Regions from separate parts of the Mus musculus genome. Here all the other regions are linked to region 2. The links are chromatin contacts, called in public HiCAR-type, HiChIP or PLAC-seq and promoter capture Hi-C maps. All regions are on one chromosome and are shown on one strand. Each heading gives the region's core, a stretch centred on a gene start, on an enhancer-like site or on the middle of the called end of the contact. The rest is flanking DNA. Distances are from core to core; before and after follow the strand shown.

Region 1 (2,700 bases), core at 126-2,625, 930 kb before region 2:
CTTCTTTTCTCCTCCCATCTCCATAGATGATGACAAAATTCATGTAATCATGCTGACAAAAGTTCAAAGTTCACTCCTTTGCATGTGCCATCTGACTTGTCCATTCCTCCAGATCTAAAAATGGGAGACTGTCAAATCTCAACTGCATGTCACGTCAAAAAAAAAAAATTAGTCAGAGAAGACTTTTGTTAGGTACTCAGAATGTGGGTCATCATAAATATGTTTTTGTATATAATATTCACTATAAAGATGAAAATTATTTTTTCTTTAGATAGGATTTTACTCAGTAGACCAAGGTGAGCTTAAATTTGAGATCCTCCTGTCTCAGCTTTTTGAGCACTAAGATTGCAGAAATATACCACTACACTAGGCCTTAGAAAATATATTTTAAATAAAATTCTTTCTCTTGTTTCATCCTTCCTGTCCAGCTAACTCGATAATGAATAAACCAAAATATCAAAAAGAAACAGAACGAAAACAATTTCTTTTGCACCCAATTCTAAAAAATTCTTTCTGTTTTCCTCCCAAGTAGTGGATATGGAGTAAGTGCATTCCATTAACCTCCCACTGTGAAGCGTGCCCACTGAGCAGTAACATGAATTCTGCCCAGGAATGTGGTGTGGCAGTTCTCAAATAAGCTAAGAGGATTAAGAGAATGGCATGTCTTACAATGAGGTCACTTGTTGCTCTTCTAGTTATTGAAACTAGTGAGGTATGAAGGTGTTTGCCTGGTAAGAATAAAGGGTTATTCTCCCCCCCACCCCAAAATTAATGTAGTTGAGTAAGTTTCAAATGTCAGGAAAGGTCCAAGAATTGAATGGTACAAAAGATTCTTATTTATTGTCTGCAGAGGTTTACCCGCTAAGTTACCCCACTGGCTCTCTCTCCTTATCTTATTTCTCACATATAAATATACACATGCATGTGTGCACACACACTCACACACACTGTATTTTACAACCGGTCAATGTCATGCCAGGATGTATTTGCTAAACAAAGACCAGATCAGATTGATGTCATCATCAGGAGGAGCAGGCTGCCTTGGACCAGAAGTCGCTGAACAATCATGCTGATTGTGCCAGAATACAGTCTTCTCTAGAGCTGACAGTTCCTGTGATTTGTCACACTGGCAGCGGAGAGGCCCAGGGCAAGTACAAAGCTGACCACGATGTCAGTGCTTGCTCTTGGAGGAGGCTTGGTTATTGGTCCCTCATGTGCTGAGACTTTGGCTTTGGATCTGTGAACTGTGACAGAACCCACAATGTGTAGATGCCATCTGGTCTTTGCATTACCCCGTGGGATTCATGGCTTAGAGGAAGCAGCTCCAGCATGCGCAAGGTCTGTGGTTTGCTGCACGGCAATGAACTGAATCTTTTTATTTTCCTCCTACAATCTGTAGAGTTAGCTCAGGATGCCACCTGCTTGCTTAGTCATCTCCTTTGGAGCCTTGTTACTTTTTGTTATTTTCTAAGAAGTTGGGATTCAGCACCTAGGTGGTATGAAATTCAGCATGTCAAGCTGGACAAGGAGCTTTTACCATGGAGAAAAGGCAGAAGTTCAAGCCTGCGCTCAGGCGCATCTGGACATTTTCTGTGGCTGGTAGAAATGCGGTGTCTGAGGAGGCAATGGGTAACCTCTGTCCTACCTCTAGATAAAAGTGAGTTGGGAGAATGTATGGAGGCTGATGAGACACAGGTAAAATTTAACAAGTGTCCATAGTTGCCACCTGGGAGGACATACTATGGATCCTGTCAGGGAAACCTAGATCTACATCACTATTAGAAAAATATCTGCAGGGCAGCATGTCCCCAGAGAGAGAATGTCATGGTACAAACTAGTAGTGGTAGGGAAAGGAAGGCAGAATAGAAATGCTTTGATTAGTAGGCTACATGCTGTGAGCTGTTGGTTGGCTTTCCATCATTTTGAGGATGGTCAGGCAAAGGTTATGCTTTTATGTGCCAACAGTGGTACACAGATCACTCACGTGAGACCCTATATTTAAGGAGAGTGACTACTGTTACCAAGACAGATTCACCTCCCATTACAAGGATGACTTTGGATGACTATTCTGGATTTCTGTTTTAGCCAGGACCTGTGACCAACATGAGAAGATTACTCTGAGGTCAGGATTCCATGGAGAAGATTTTCAAGATGTGAATAATAATATTGCTCTCAACATATTCTATGCTGAATAGAAAGAGTTTTCTCCCCAGGAGTATAACTACTAAGTTTATAAAATTGCCCTTCTCTCTGCCAAGTCAAAGCCTTCACACAACCATTCTTGCTGAGAGAACTTACACCGACAATGTGCTTATTTTAGGGCCATAAGCTGCCCAGGAGAAAGGCACTACTCTTTAAGTCATGTGACACCCCTGGAATCCAATACAGAGGTCAGTATGAGAAAGACCAACTCCTTTCAAAAACACCCAAGGAAAGGCAGTGAACCACACGAGGCCTGGGATGACCAAAGAAGAGTTTATTTAGATAATCTCTAGCTCAGTCCAGACATCATGCGAGGAGGCTCATGCTCTGAAGAAAAGATGGCTCTCATGGGTGAAAGCCTTGCTTTTGTGGGACAAGTTCTTTTGTGGAGATCACCAAAAGAGCTAGGAAATGATGCTTGTCTGTCTTAGAGTAATTGCTCTTTTATAGCCTTTCTTGCTGAACTTGGAAGATCAGGGGACTCATTCCATGAGTACA
Region 2 (2,700 bases), core at 197-2,696:
AGAGCAGCCATAATGGACTAAGATAAACTTTCATAATCTCCAACAACAAAAATGAATTACCCTTAAATATAGCTGCCAAGGATAACTGAGCAAAGCACCCAGGTGCCATGGTGCTGGTAAATCGCTAGAAATTTTTCCAAATTTCACACTCTGCTTCTGTATTTATTTCTCATTACAGACCAATAGTTTGTAGACAGGCTCCAAGAAAGTGCACTTTCAGGGTATTAGTATCCAAAGCAGTAGATGTAGCTGAATAAAAAAGACCCTGAGTTATATTAATTGAAAGTTGTGGGGCTTTCTCAGGTGGGCTGGAATGCCAACAGTATTTGCACACTGGAGGACCCCTGGCAGGGGAGTGTCATGACATCTACAAACAATCAGTTCTAATTAGCTGTCAGGGAAGAGCCTAGTCGTTCCCGCGGGAACTCTCTCATCTCCACAGATGTGAAATCTAAAGAGAAAGATATCTGCTTTCCTCGCTCCCCCTCAGAAACACTTCAGCCTAACCACAGGAGGCACAATCTAGTACTTGGCATGCAATAAGCATCTAGGCTCCTTCACCACCAAGCTGCGCTCTGCTGGTGAGCAGAAAGATTGACAATTCCTGTGACTGCCAAGTGGTCCAATAAGGACGCTTTAGGCCCCAGGTTTCCAAACCGGGCTAAGAGTTCTTCTTTTTTTTTTAATTAGATATTTCCTTTATTAACATTTCAAATGCTATCCCGAAAGGTCCCTATACCCTCCCCCCCGACCCCCGCCCTGCTCCCCTACCCACTCACTCCCACTTCTTGGCCCTGGCGTTCCCCTGTAGTACTGGGGCATATAAAGTTTGCAAGACCAAGGGCAGGCTAAGAGTTCTTGACCCCTGCTCTGCCTTAGGTTTCTCTCGCTGAAAACCCCAGCTCCAGTGGCCCAGAGGGTACACATATCTAAGACCAGAGAGCGCCTGGAGGGATTCCTGGGTATTTCTGGGTAAGCCATCAATAACGCAGAGTCTAGAACTTACTTAACTTTACCTTCTCTTGAATCCCCCAGGCAAGAGGGTTGAAGCAAGCCCGAGGCTAAGGGAGCCTGAGTGCCTGAGAGGCTTGCAAGCATGGTCCCAGGGACTAGGTGAACATACATGGGCTTTGGGTAAAAGTGAACTGGGGGGTGGGGGAGGAGGTTCCTTCCCACAAAGTGTGTTCTCTCCAAGAAGCACCCCTGACCCCGACCCTCAACGCAGAACCTCCCCCACTGCTGTCGCCAGAGCCGCCTGGGCACAGAGACACTGACACTGTGAGCTCTGTCGCCGGGCGGGCACGCCGGGAAGGGACGCGACAGTGACTCACGCATCCGAGCGCCCGCGGGAGGGGAGGACGCCTCACCTCCGGCTGCGCGGGGCGAGGGGCTGCGCCTGTCTCCCGGACGCATGCGCTGCAAGCTGCTCCGCTCCCTCCCCGCCCACCCCAGCCTCCTCCCTCTCTGCTCTATCCTGGCCTCTCTCCCTCTCTCCGTCGCCGGGTGCTGAAGTTGGGCGGATGGCACGGAGCCTGCTCCGCTAGAGGACGGAGCAGCCCACTCTCGAGCACCCTCGGACCCGGACCCCGGAGCTCTCGCCCACATCTAAGTCTACCCGGTAAGACGCGACCTCTGAATCCCGGAGAGGATAAAAAAAAATAAAAATAATAACATGAAAATGTCTGCTTTGCACTGATGGGTGGGCTTGATTTTTTTTTTCTCTTCTTTTGCTCCCCCACCCCCACGGCGAGGGGGAGGTAGGATAGAGAGGGCGGAGGGGGCGCCCGCTGCCTGTGCCCTGGCTGATAAAGCAGTGGGGCGCGCGGGTCTCGGCGGGCAGCACCGCCCCGCGGCTCCGTGAAGTTGAATCCCGCGTGGTCCGCTTCAGGGCCCGGTCCACTCGCGTCCCCGGGCTCTGTGGAGGGACTGAACCGCTCTCCTGCGGGTCACGGCTTCGGGTGTCCCTGCTTCTGCGGGGAGAAATCTCAGCACCTTCGGGGACCTGGAGGAGGTGAGAGGGTGCTGCGGTGGCGGGTGGGGGAGCGCTCAGGGGTTCGGGGTCCCCAGGCTTTTCATAGCTGTTTGGTTAGTAGAGAATCGATGGTGAAAATAAATCGAGATGGTCTCAGCCGCGGACTGCCTCGATGGTCTCATTTCTCCCTTTATTTTTTGGTGCCTTTAGGGAAAATAAAGATTCAGGTGCAGGTGATGTCTTTACAAATACCTTGAGCAGCTGCTGTGTGTGTGCGCGCGCGCGCGTACGTGTGTGTGTGTGTGTGTGTGTGTGTGTGTGTGTGTGTGTGTGTGTGTGTGTGGTGCAGAGGTGAGAGTCTCTTTTGTTTCTCCCCCACCCCCTTTAGTCCAGAGAAAGCGAGTTCTTGTGTACTCTGCACCTGGTCTGTTTTACAGCAACCAAGGGGGTGAGGACCAGGAACGCCTACCAGCCCCCAGGCGCTGCCCCGCTTGGGTGCATTACAGACTCCCTTGCTGTGAGATCTGGCTCTCCTGATTATGGACGGATCACAGCTTCTAGCTGTCTCCTCGCTAGCCTGCCTCCTTCTCTCTTTTCTCTGGCTGCCGCAGAGGCTGGGTGCAGACACACTTTCCTGTTGTTTCCTCTTCATCCTACCTCTGTGTCTTAATGGAAAATGTCGGAGGACCTGAGGATGGCGGAAGGACAGAGCAGTGAGCAGTGGGTGG
Region 3 (2,700 bases), core at 170-2,669, 900 kb before region 2:
CAGGTGTTGGAATTGAACAAAACCATCCAGGATCTAAAAATGGAAGTAGAAACAATAAAGAAAACCCAAAGAAAGACAATTCTGGAGATAGAAACCCTAAGAAAGAAATCAGAAAATGAAGCCACAACATACCCAAACTTATGGGATACAATGGAAGCATTCCTGAGAGGAAAACTCATAGCTCTGAGTGCCTCCAAAAAGAAAGTAGGGAGAGCATACTCTAATAGCTTGACAGCACACCTAAAAGCTCTAGAACAAAAGGAAGCAAATTCACCCAAGAGGAGTAAAGGGCAGGAAATAATCAAACTCAGGGGCAAAATCAACCAAGCGAAACAAAAGGAACTATTCAACGAATCAACAAAACCAGGAGCTGGTTCTTTGAGAAAATCAACAAGATAGATAAACCCTTAGCCAGAGAGGGCACAGGGAGAGCATCCTAATTAACAAAATCAGAAATGAAAAGGGAGACATAACAGATCCTGAGGAAACCCAAAACACCATCAGATCCTTCTACAAAAGGCTATACTCAACAAAACTGGAGAACTTGGATGAAATGGACAAATTTCTAGACAGATACCAGGTGCCAAAGTTAAGTCAGGATCAGATTAATGACCTAAAGGTCCTATATCCCCTAAAGATATAGAAGCAGTCATTAATAGTCTCCCAACCCAAAAAAGCCCAGGACCAGATGGGTTTAGTGCAGAGTTCTATCAGACCTTCAAAGAAGACCCAATTCCAATTCTTCTCAAACTATTCCACAAAATAGAAACAGAAGGTACTCTACCCAATTCACTCTATGAAGCCACAATTACTCTGATACCTAAACCATATAAAGACCCAACAAGATAGAGAACTTCAGACCAATTTCCCTTATGAATACCAATGCAAAAATATTCAATAAAATCCTTGCAAACTGAATCCAAGAACACATCAAAATGATCATCCATCATGAATGCTAAGCCCACTCCAGTGAAGCCTGCTGGACAGGCTGAGAGGCATGGAAGCACTCACGAGGCAAAGAGTTTCAAGAAAACTCAGCCTCCTGGGGCCTTGGTATTCTCATAACCTGTATACTCATACCCTATCCCCGAATTAGTATGGTGTATGCTCTTTTTCAGTTTTTTTTTTATTATAAGTGCCTTTAAAGATTGAATTCTGACATAGGTGAGCCTCCACCAGTGTTCCAACTTCCTAGAAAATCATTGAAGCCAATGAGCTTGGAATTCAGAAGGAATTCAGTGAGAAGGTTACCTATTCAGTAACATTCAAATTTACATCTAGTAGAGCAGATGAAACTAATTAGGCATTACAAAGAACAGAGCTATAATAGCTCAGGGCTAGTCTGCAGAGTGATTACTTAGGACAGTAGCTGAGTCTTACCCTAACAAGAGAATACACAATGGCCCAGGGAATAGGTTGGTTTATCATGAAAAAGTTAGGCAATCCCTCTGAGACAGGTTTCTTCACTAGGCCCAACGAAACAGCATAAATCAGGCATTTACTAAGAACCCCTGGTGGTGGGCTTAACAATAGACTGGCTCCCTTAGTGGTAAACACAGCCTGGTCCCCTGCCATCTTTTGATGTATACATTCCTTTTGTATTGTGTCACTGTAACATAGCAGATGTGTTCTGTTTACCTGGTTTCTTGTTACTCCTCTGTATAAGAAGTTTGTTGCTCGATTTGACAAATTACACTCAGATACAATACATTCTCTTGTGTCGTATTTGTTTGTCATTCGCCAACTCCTTTGCCCACTTGCCACCAGAGATCCATTCCACATAGATAGGAGACCCCAAAAAGGGGATAGTCTGTGGCACATGACAAAAGTCTTGGAAAGATCAGGAATTCAAGGCCCTTATCTAAAAATAATAAAAGCAATCCACAGCAAACCAGTAGCCAACATCAAAGTAAATGGAGAGAAGCTGGAAGTAATCCCACTAAAATCAGGGACTAGACAAGGCTGCCCACTTTCTCCCTACCTATTCAATATAGTAATAGAGAAGTCCTAGACAGAGCAATTCGACAACAAAAGGAGATCAAGAGGATACAAATTGGAAAGGAAGAAGTTAAAATATCACTTTTTGCAGATGATATGATAGTATATAAAGTGACTCCAAAAATTCCACCAGAGAACCACTAAACCTGATAAATAGCTTTACTGCAGTATCTGGATATAAAATTAACACAAATAAATCAATAGCCTTTTTCTACACAAATGATAAACAGACTGAGAAAGAAATTAGGGAAACAACACCCTTCACAATAGTCACAAATAATATAAAATACCTTGGTGTGACTCTAACTAAGGAAGTGAAAAATCTGTATGATAAGAACTTCAAGTCTCTTAAGAAAGAAATTAAAGATCTCAGAAGATGGAAAGATCTCCCATGCTCATGGATTGGCAGGATTAATATAGTCAAAATGACTATCTTGCTGAAAGCAATCTACAGATCCAATGCAATCCCCATCAAAATTCCAACTCAATTCTTCAACGAATTATAAAGGGCAAATTCATCTGGAATAACAAAAAAACCTAGGATAGCAAACATTCTTCTCAACGATAAAAGAATCTCTGGTGGAATCACCATGCCTGAAGTAAAGCTATACTAGAGACCAATTGTGATAAAAAAACAACAACAAAAAAAAAAAACAAAAAAAAACTGTGCAGTACTGGTATAGCAACAGAAAAGTACCAATG
Region 4 (2,700 bases), core at 76-2,575, 870 kb before region 2:
ATTGCTTCTCATGTTTGCAAGCACTGAAGAAATAGTTATGCCCTGAGCTACCCAGCAATTCCAGATCCCACTTGGAACTCCCTCAGCAGAACTGCAGGAAGAAAGTACTGTACTGGGCTAAACATCACAACAGCTTACTTGCTACCTTTAAGCTACCCTGCCCAGGAGAGATGGCAGGAAAGCTTCCTCCACCTGGGGCAGCCTCAGGATGGAAGAAGAGTAAGATAAAGGCTCCCAGAATATAGAAGTGGTGGGACTGTAGTCTAGCCTAAACCAGCAGGTCTAAAAAAGTTATCGAGTTTATCTCTTTAACTTACTGTGAAGCCTCTGTCTTTCAGTTAGGAGAAGCAAACAAGGTTCCCCTCCTCACTGTTTACAATTTCCTATTCTTACAGCTCATCCAGAGGGAGGATTGACTGCAAAACATGCTTCAAAGACCCTCTTGGCTTAGAATAAAAAGGGGATCCAAGATGGAGCCTCCCACCACCACATCTTAATAGTTTTGGCCAAAGAAATGTCTTGTCTTTGGAATCTTGAACACTGCTTTTTCAAGGAGAGGGAGAAAAATAAAACCAACCAACCAACAAAACCCAGAAAAGTAAAAGCTCACACACAAACAGCAAATACTCTATTCAAACCACCCCCTCTTTGTACCCTGTTTACTTCTCCTCTGTCACTCATGGGGGAGCTTTGTCCCCTCCCCCCTGCGGAACTAGGTATTCAGAACATGCCTTACCTTACAATCACATACATGACCAGGAAGTTTCCAAAGAGGCCCACTACACACACGATAGAATAGAGGGCCATGATGGTGATGGCTGTGACCATGGAAGGGCTGCCGGTCTGAGGGCACAGGCTGTGGCTCCCGCCAAGCCCCGTGCGGTTAGGACCGCATGGGTCGGACTGGTTGCCATCAACGTGGGACAAGTTGAGCCAGGAGCCAGGTGCTGGGGAGCAACTTGCAGGAGCTAAGGGGTCAGAGCAGTCGCTGATGTTCCCTGGGCCGGCGCTGCTGTCCATGGTTCTGAATGCTTGCTGCGGACTCGGTAGGCTGTAACTGAGAGCACTCAAGAGTGTTCGGGTTCCAGGCGCCCCAGCCTCTTCCTCTCACAGCTGCCCTAGGCTCCGTCAGTTTCTTACAAGGACAAGCCCTAGTGGAACCAGAGAAGAGCGGCAGGCAGAATGGAACGTCTGAGCGTCCGATATTCTCCTCTGCTTGTAGCCCCCTCCCACCTTAGAAGTACACGGAGGCGCATCCTTAGCATCCCCAAAGCGCCACTCTCTGAGTGGAAGGGAGGGAGCATGGGCTGTGAGGGATCCAGAGGCTAGAGGGGAGGGAGGAGAGAGAAGGAGTGGATTGTGCGCAAAGCAACTCAGAATCAGCCTCCTCAGTCTCTATGCACTTCCGTGTAAAGGAGTGTAAATTGGGGTAGGGGGGGGGGGAGCAGAAGCGGGGATGCTGCAGAGAGGGTGGGAAGAGAGACTCTAAGTTTCTTTGTAACAACCATGCATTAGGTTGTTTGCATCAGCCAGGAAAGTCGTTGGTCTGTTAAAATCTCAATGACCCTTATACCTCAACACTCTTCCGACTCAACTAACCATATGCAATTAATTAGGACTGGAGGGTTATTAATGTTGTCCTTTACCCACATCCCCATATCTGAGGGAAAACAAACAAACAAACCAAAACAAAACAAAACAAAAAACCCCTTTAGTTCCTCAAAAAATCAACCCCACAAACCTGTTCAAAGAAACAATTGTCTTTTTCTAAAAGAGAAAATTTTTGTGAAAGAAGCCTGTTTCATGTGCCCCCACTCCTTCAATTTCTCTTAGGTTAGAAGGTCTATTTGCATCTGATTTTTTTCCTAGTGAAGAAGAAGCATAAGAACACATTAGAGATGTGAGGGAGGAGGGGTGATAACCTGTAAATAAGGAACCCACTACCCATGCCAGGTCTACTCTCCTGGACCTGCTTAGGAAGATTTATCCTAAGCTTTCGCACTGCCTCCACTCTCCCGAGCTTCTGGGGAGCAGGTTACTGAATCAAGCAGAAATGTTTTTTCTTCCCACTATAGAGAATCCAAAAGAAACTCCACAGCTCTTTTGAGTGTGAAATGGCCTTAAGCAAGATCCTTGAGGAGCAAGAATGCATTTAAAAAATGTTAGATCTCATGTCTAAGTTCACAAGTGCTTCTGAAGGAATACAATCGTAAATTCAGCAGTAGTGTGGTTTCGTCTCAACACTGTGTATGCATATGCATGCCATGCGCATACCCATAGTTTTAACTATAAATACTGGAAATAAATGTCCCCGCTCCCATTTGGTTGTAGAAAGTTTAACTGAATTCTCACAGACTGTGGGGAAGCAAGCTTAGAAGGAACATATATTTTTACTTTTAAGCAATCATTCTGAAAAAAAGATAACACACAGCTCAACTATTGTAGACTTTTGGCCAACGTTCAGTATTATTTGTCCCCTTTTGCGTTAAAGGGTGTCATTTCAGCAGTAATGTAGATAAGGTTTTCTAGAGGCTGCTAAAATACCTTTAAATATATTCTCTTCGGAATAAGTGTGTCAGTTCATATGGCTGAGCTGAAATCTGTGTGCTCACATTCATCGGTCTCCCCAGGACACACAGAACCATCTTTACCCCCTTCTTGTGAATGACAGGTTGACTTGTGGTGCTTACTGCTGCCTTT
Region 5 (2,700 bases), core at 65-2,564, 990 kb before region 2:
GTAACTCCTTTGCAATTAAGGTCAGGGGTAAAACCTAATGCCAGGTATAAACATGAATTAAGAGACTTCTTTCTCTGAAGCTATATGAGCTGTTCAAAGCAGAGGAGCTGGCGTGTGCTGTGCGCGCCTCTCATTGGATGTGCCTATCATCTGGAGAGGGCCATTTTCACTGAATACAGCGTGTGCAGTACATATTGATTGGTTTTTGTTGTTGTTGTTCTGGCAAAGACACAGAAATTTTCAAGTGTAGATTTTAAGTGGTCTTTAGCTTTGTGCTTACAAGATGAAAATATGGTCTTGCACTCGTCACAGAGTATTTGGGCAGCACAGATTAGTACTGAAGGTTTTTGTTTGTTTGTTTTTAAAGGATACAGAGTTAGGAAGGCAGGGATGAGGACATGCATCTGGGAGGAGTTCTGGTGGAGGAGGTGGAATATGATTCAAAGACTTTGAACAAAACTCTCATAAAAATAAATGAATGAATGAAAATAAATGTAGAAAAGAAAAAAGAAACACACAGACGTTAAAATGGGGAAAGTGGAGCAATTGTTTCCCATGTAAGAACTGACTGTAATCATTTGATTAGAAGGAGAAATACAAGAGGGGTTGAAGGGATGGCTCAGTGGGTAAGTAAAGTTTGTGATGTACAAGCCTAACATCCTAAATTTAAACCTGGACAATCCTAAAGGTAATAAAAAAAATAAACTTTTAAAAGTTGTTCTTTGACCTCTGCAAGTATACTGTAGCACATGTGTGTCCCCAGAAACCTCACAGTACAATAAAAATAATAATAGAACAACAATAATAATAATTCTAAAAAGATGTGGAAATAACTCTCTCCTCTCTGTGACAATCATGTCTTCCAAGGCACTAGAGATAGTAAAATTCCATTTACATTCTTTCCCAAGAGGTAAGCCTGCAGACTGAGTTTCCCTCAAGGATTAATAAGCAGAGTTATGGGAGGAAGGATGCATTTCTCGTCCCTGTCTAAGTGCTACCCTGGGAATTCATGGGCTGAGGAATCTAGGAGACAGCGGCTCTTTTAATCTAAGAATAAAGAGACCCCGTAGTAATCAGTTTTGAATTACACAGAGAATGACCAAGAAAATCTAGGTGCTTTTTCAAACAGCTTGTTGGGAAGGTATTTCTTCTGGTAGAGAGGAAAAGAGAATGAAGGTATTTTCCCCATACTGGTTTGTTAGCAGTTGCCATATGTTAGAGAATTCTTGCTGCTGATTTTCTCCTGCTGTTGGGGATTTGGTTTCATTCCCAGAAGAGCTGAACCACATCAAGTCATCTCCATGGAAACGGCAGCCCAAACTTCCCCCGTGTTTGCTGTGACTTGCTGTTGAGTAATCAAATCGGGTGTTGTGAATGCATGTTTGCCTGTTGGAGAAGGAGGTAGCTTTTTTGTGTGACTGCTAAAAATTATGGTCTTAGCTTCTCAATGTGAGGAAGAGTCTCTGATGTTTCAGTGTCTAAAATACTGTGCTGAAGGCTTCAGAGTTTGAAGCTTCAGTGTCATCATGAAAGGAGTTAATTTTTTTAGAAGATTAAACTCTAGTCTCCAGATACATTTTTCTGGGGAAAGAAGCTTTTACCCTGGAAAGGAATCTTAAAGGTTAATAGTCGAGTTCTGAGAAAAGCAGACAGGGTGTATTATAGCCTTTCTTCTAGTTAGACAATGGAAGAAATTTTTTTTTTTTTTTTTTTTTTTTTTTGCAGTTGGTGTGCAATTAAAATTGTGGTTGCAAGAATTTGATTCTTAGTTTAAATATCCTTCTACCCACTTCTCCCTGTAGTGTAAGCTACAGGAAGGAGGAAGAAAGGGAGAGAGCATGCTAATAGCTTCCTCCTGCCTTTGTATACTGAAGCTTTCAGATTAACACAACTCTGGGCTTCTCCACCAAGCCTTGCAACCCAGCATAGCTGCAAAAGAAGTGGTGGGGTTAATTAAGTGCTCATCTCCTATCTTTGGAGAGTGGGTTTCTGAGCGTTGTGAAATACAGGATTCACAAGTAGATTAAAACTAAACTAAACTAAATTGAAGGCTGACTTCAATTAAATTTAGCATTGCTGTTATTATGATGAGGGTCCTAACACATACTTTAAGCTAACACACAAGTCTAAAATCTAAAGGTGACTGCCCCCAAACATTGTCACATCCACTGAGGCAAGTGGGAGGAATGAGACACAGTTAACAAAGGAAAAGAAGGTAAAAAAAGAAGAAAAAAGTGTGTACTAAAGGAGATATCCAAGGCTTTATAAAAGTGGGGACACAGAGTAGAAACCGTCGCACCTAAGGAAGACTGCATGGGGTAGGGCATGGGAATGGGAGGGAGAGGGAAACTGGGACAATGTTGAATGGTGGACTAGGCATAATTAGTTTCAACAGATAGTTCATGGCCATTTGTCACTGAGGTGATGACATAGAGGCGATGACCTGTGATTCCAAAGAGTTCTTTTAGTCGTAGTTCATAGGCTATACTAGAATAAAGGTAGGCAGGAAGTAAGAGGGTAAAAGTACAATTGGGAACAAGGGAGAGAGGAGGGATTCTATGCCTCATTCATCTCAGCCATTGCACACTTAGGATTAAATTTAGTCTGTAGAGTACTTCCCAGTTCTACCAGTTTGTATGATAATGAGAAATGATCTTAACATGGGGATAAATATTTACTAATAGGAGCATCTTGTCTGTG

The links. Promoter capture Hi-C pulls out the DNA fragments that hold promoters and counts their contacts. HiCAR-type assays count read pairs that join an accessible place to other places. HiChIP or PLAC-seq counts read pairs in DNA pulled down with a chosen protein or histone mark.
Region 1: a contact with region 2 is called in an H3K4me3 HiChIP or PLAC-seq map of neural tube, with 9 times the contacts expected there. The contact joins the enhancer-like site here to the promoter of Rgs17 in region 2. A contact is called at or near these places in 5 of 39 promoter capture datasets (the 3T3-L1 cell line, frontonasal cranial neural crest, liver and 1 more) and 2 of 115 datasets of contacts at active chromatin or transcription factors (astrocytes and neural tube).
Region 3: a promoter capture Hi-C map of embryonic stem cells shows a contact between it and region 2, with 3 times the contacts expected there. The contact joins the enhancer-like site here to the promoter of Rgs17 in region 2. A contact is called at or near these places in 6 of 39 promoter capture datasets (the 3T3-L1 cell line, cranial neural crest, embryonic stem cells and 3 more) and 3 of 115 datasets of contacts at active chromatin or transcription factors (astrocytes, embryonic stem cells and forebrain).
Region 4: a contact with region 2 is called in a promoter capture Hi-C map of hippocampal neurons, with 7 times the contacts expected there. The contact joins the promoter of Oprm1 here to the promoter of Rgs17 in region 2. A contact is called at or near these places in 4 of 39 promoter capture datasets (the 3T3-L1 cell line, cranial neural crest, hippocampal neurons and 1 more), 2 of 484 Hi-C or Micro-C datasets (cerebral cortex and cortical neurons) and 5 of 115 datasets of contacts at active chromatin or transcription factors (VIP interneurons, astrocytes, embryonic stem cells and 1 more).
Region 5: a contact with region 2 is called in a HiCAR-type map of astrocytes, with 4 times the contacts expected there. The contact joins the enhancer-like site here to the promoter of Rgs17 in region 2. A contact is called at or near these places in 7 of 39 promoter capture datasets (the 3T3-L1 cell line, cranial neural crest, embryonic stem cells and 3 more) and 1 of 115 datasets of contacts at active chromatin or transcription factors (astrocytes).

The regions. Positions count from the first base shown.
Region 1 is chr10:6,846,971-6,849,670 of GRCm38.p6, reverse strand. All of the region lies in intron 3 of Oprm1 (opioid receptor, mu 1), which reads right to left. Among named protein-coding and RNA genes, the nearest start is that of Oprm1, 60 kb to the right of the region's middle. Within about 2 kb of position 1,375, at least 15 of the 459 cell types and tissues checked have an H3K27ac peak or open chromatin away from gene starts, as enhancers often do. A contact at or near this core is called in neural tube, where this site is marked.
Region 2 is chr10:5,921,146-5,923,845 of GRCm38.p6, reverse strand. It overlaps Rgs17 (regulator of G-protein signaling 17), which reads left to right and starts at 1,446. Exons shown (of 5, transcript NM_019958.4): 1 at 1,446-1,618.
Region 3 is chr10:6,819,575-6,822,274 of GRCm38.p6, reverse strand. The region is part of intron 1 of Oprm1 (opioid receptor, mu 1); the gene reads right to left. Among named protein-coding and RNA genes, the nearest start is that of Oprm1, 32 kb to the right of the region's middle. Within about 2 kb of position 1,419, at least 7 of the 459 cell types and tissues checked have an H3K27ac peak or open chromatin away from gene starts, as enhancers often do. A contact at or near this core is called in embryonic stem cells, where this site is marked.
Region 4 is chr10:6,787,195-6,789,894 of GRCm38.p6, reverse strand. It overlaps Oprm1 (opioid receptor, mu 1), which reads right to left and starts at 1,325. Exons shown (of 4, transcript NM_001302793.1): 1 at 737-1,325. The coding sequence starts at 1,020.
Region 5 is chr10:6,915,350-6,918,049 of GRCm38.p6, reverse strand. All of the region lies in intron 7 of Ipcef1 (interaction protein for cytohesin exchange factors 1), which reads left to right. It also overlaps a transcript of Oprm1 not described here. Among named protein-coding and RNA genes, the nearest start is that of Ipcef1, 64 kb to the left of the region's middle. Within about 2 kb of position 1,314, at least 90 of the 459 cell types and tissues checked have an H3K27ac peak or open chromatin away from gene starts, as enhancers often do. A contact at or near this core is called in astrocytes and hippocampal neurons, where this site is marked.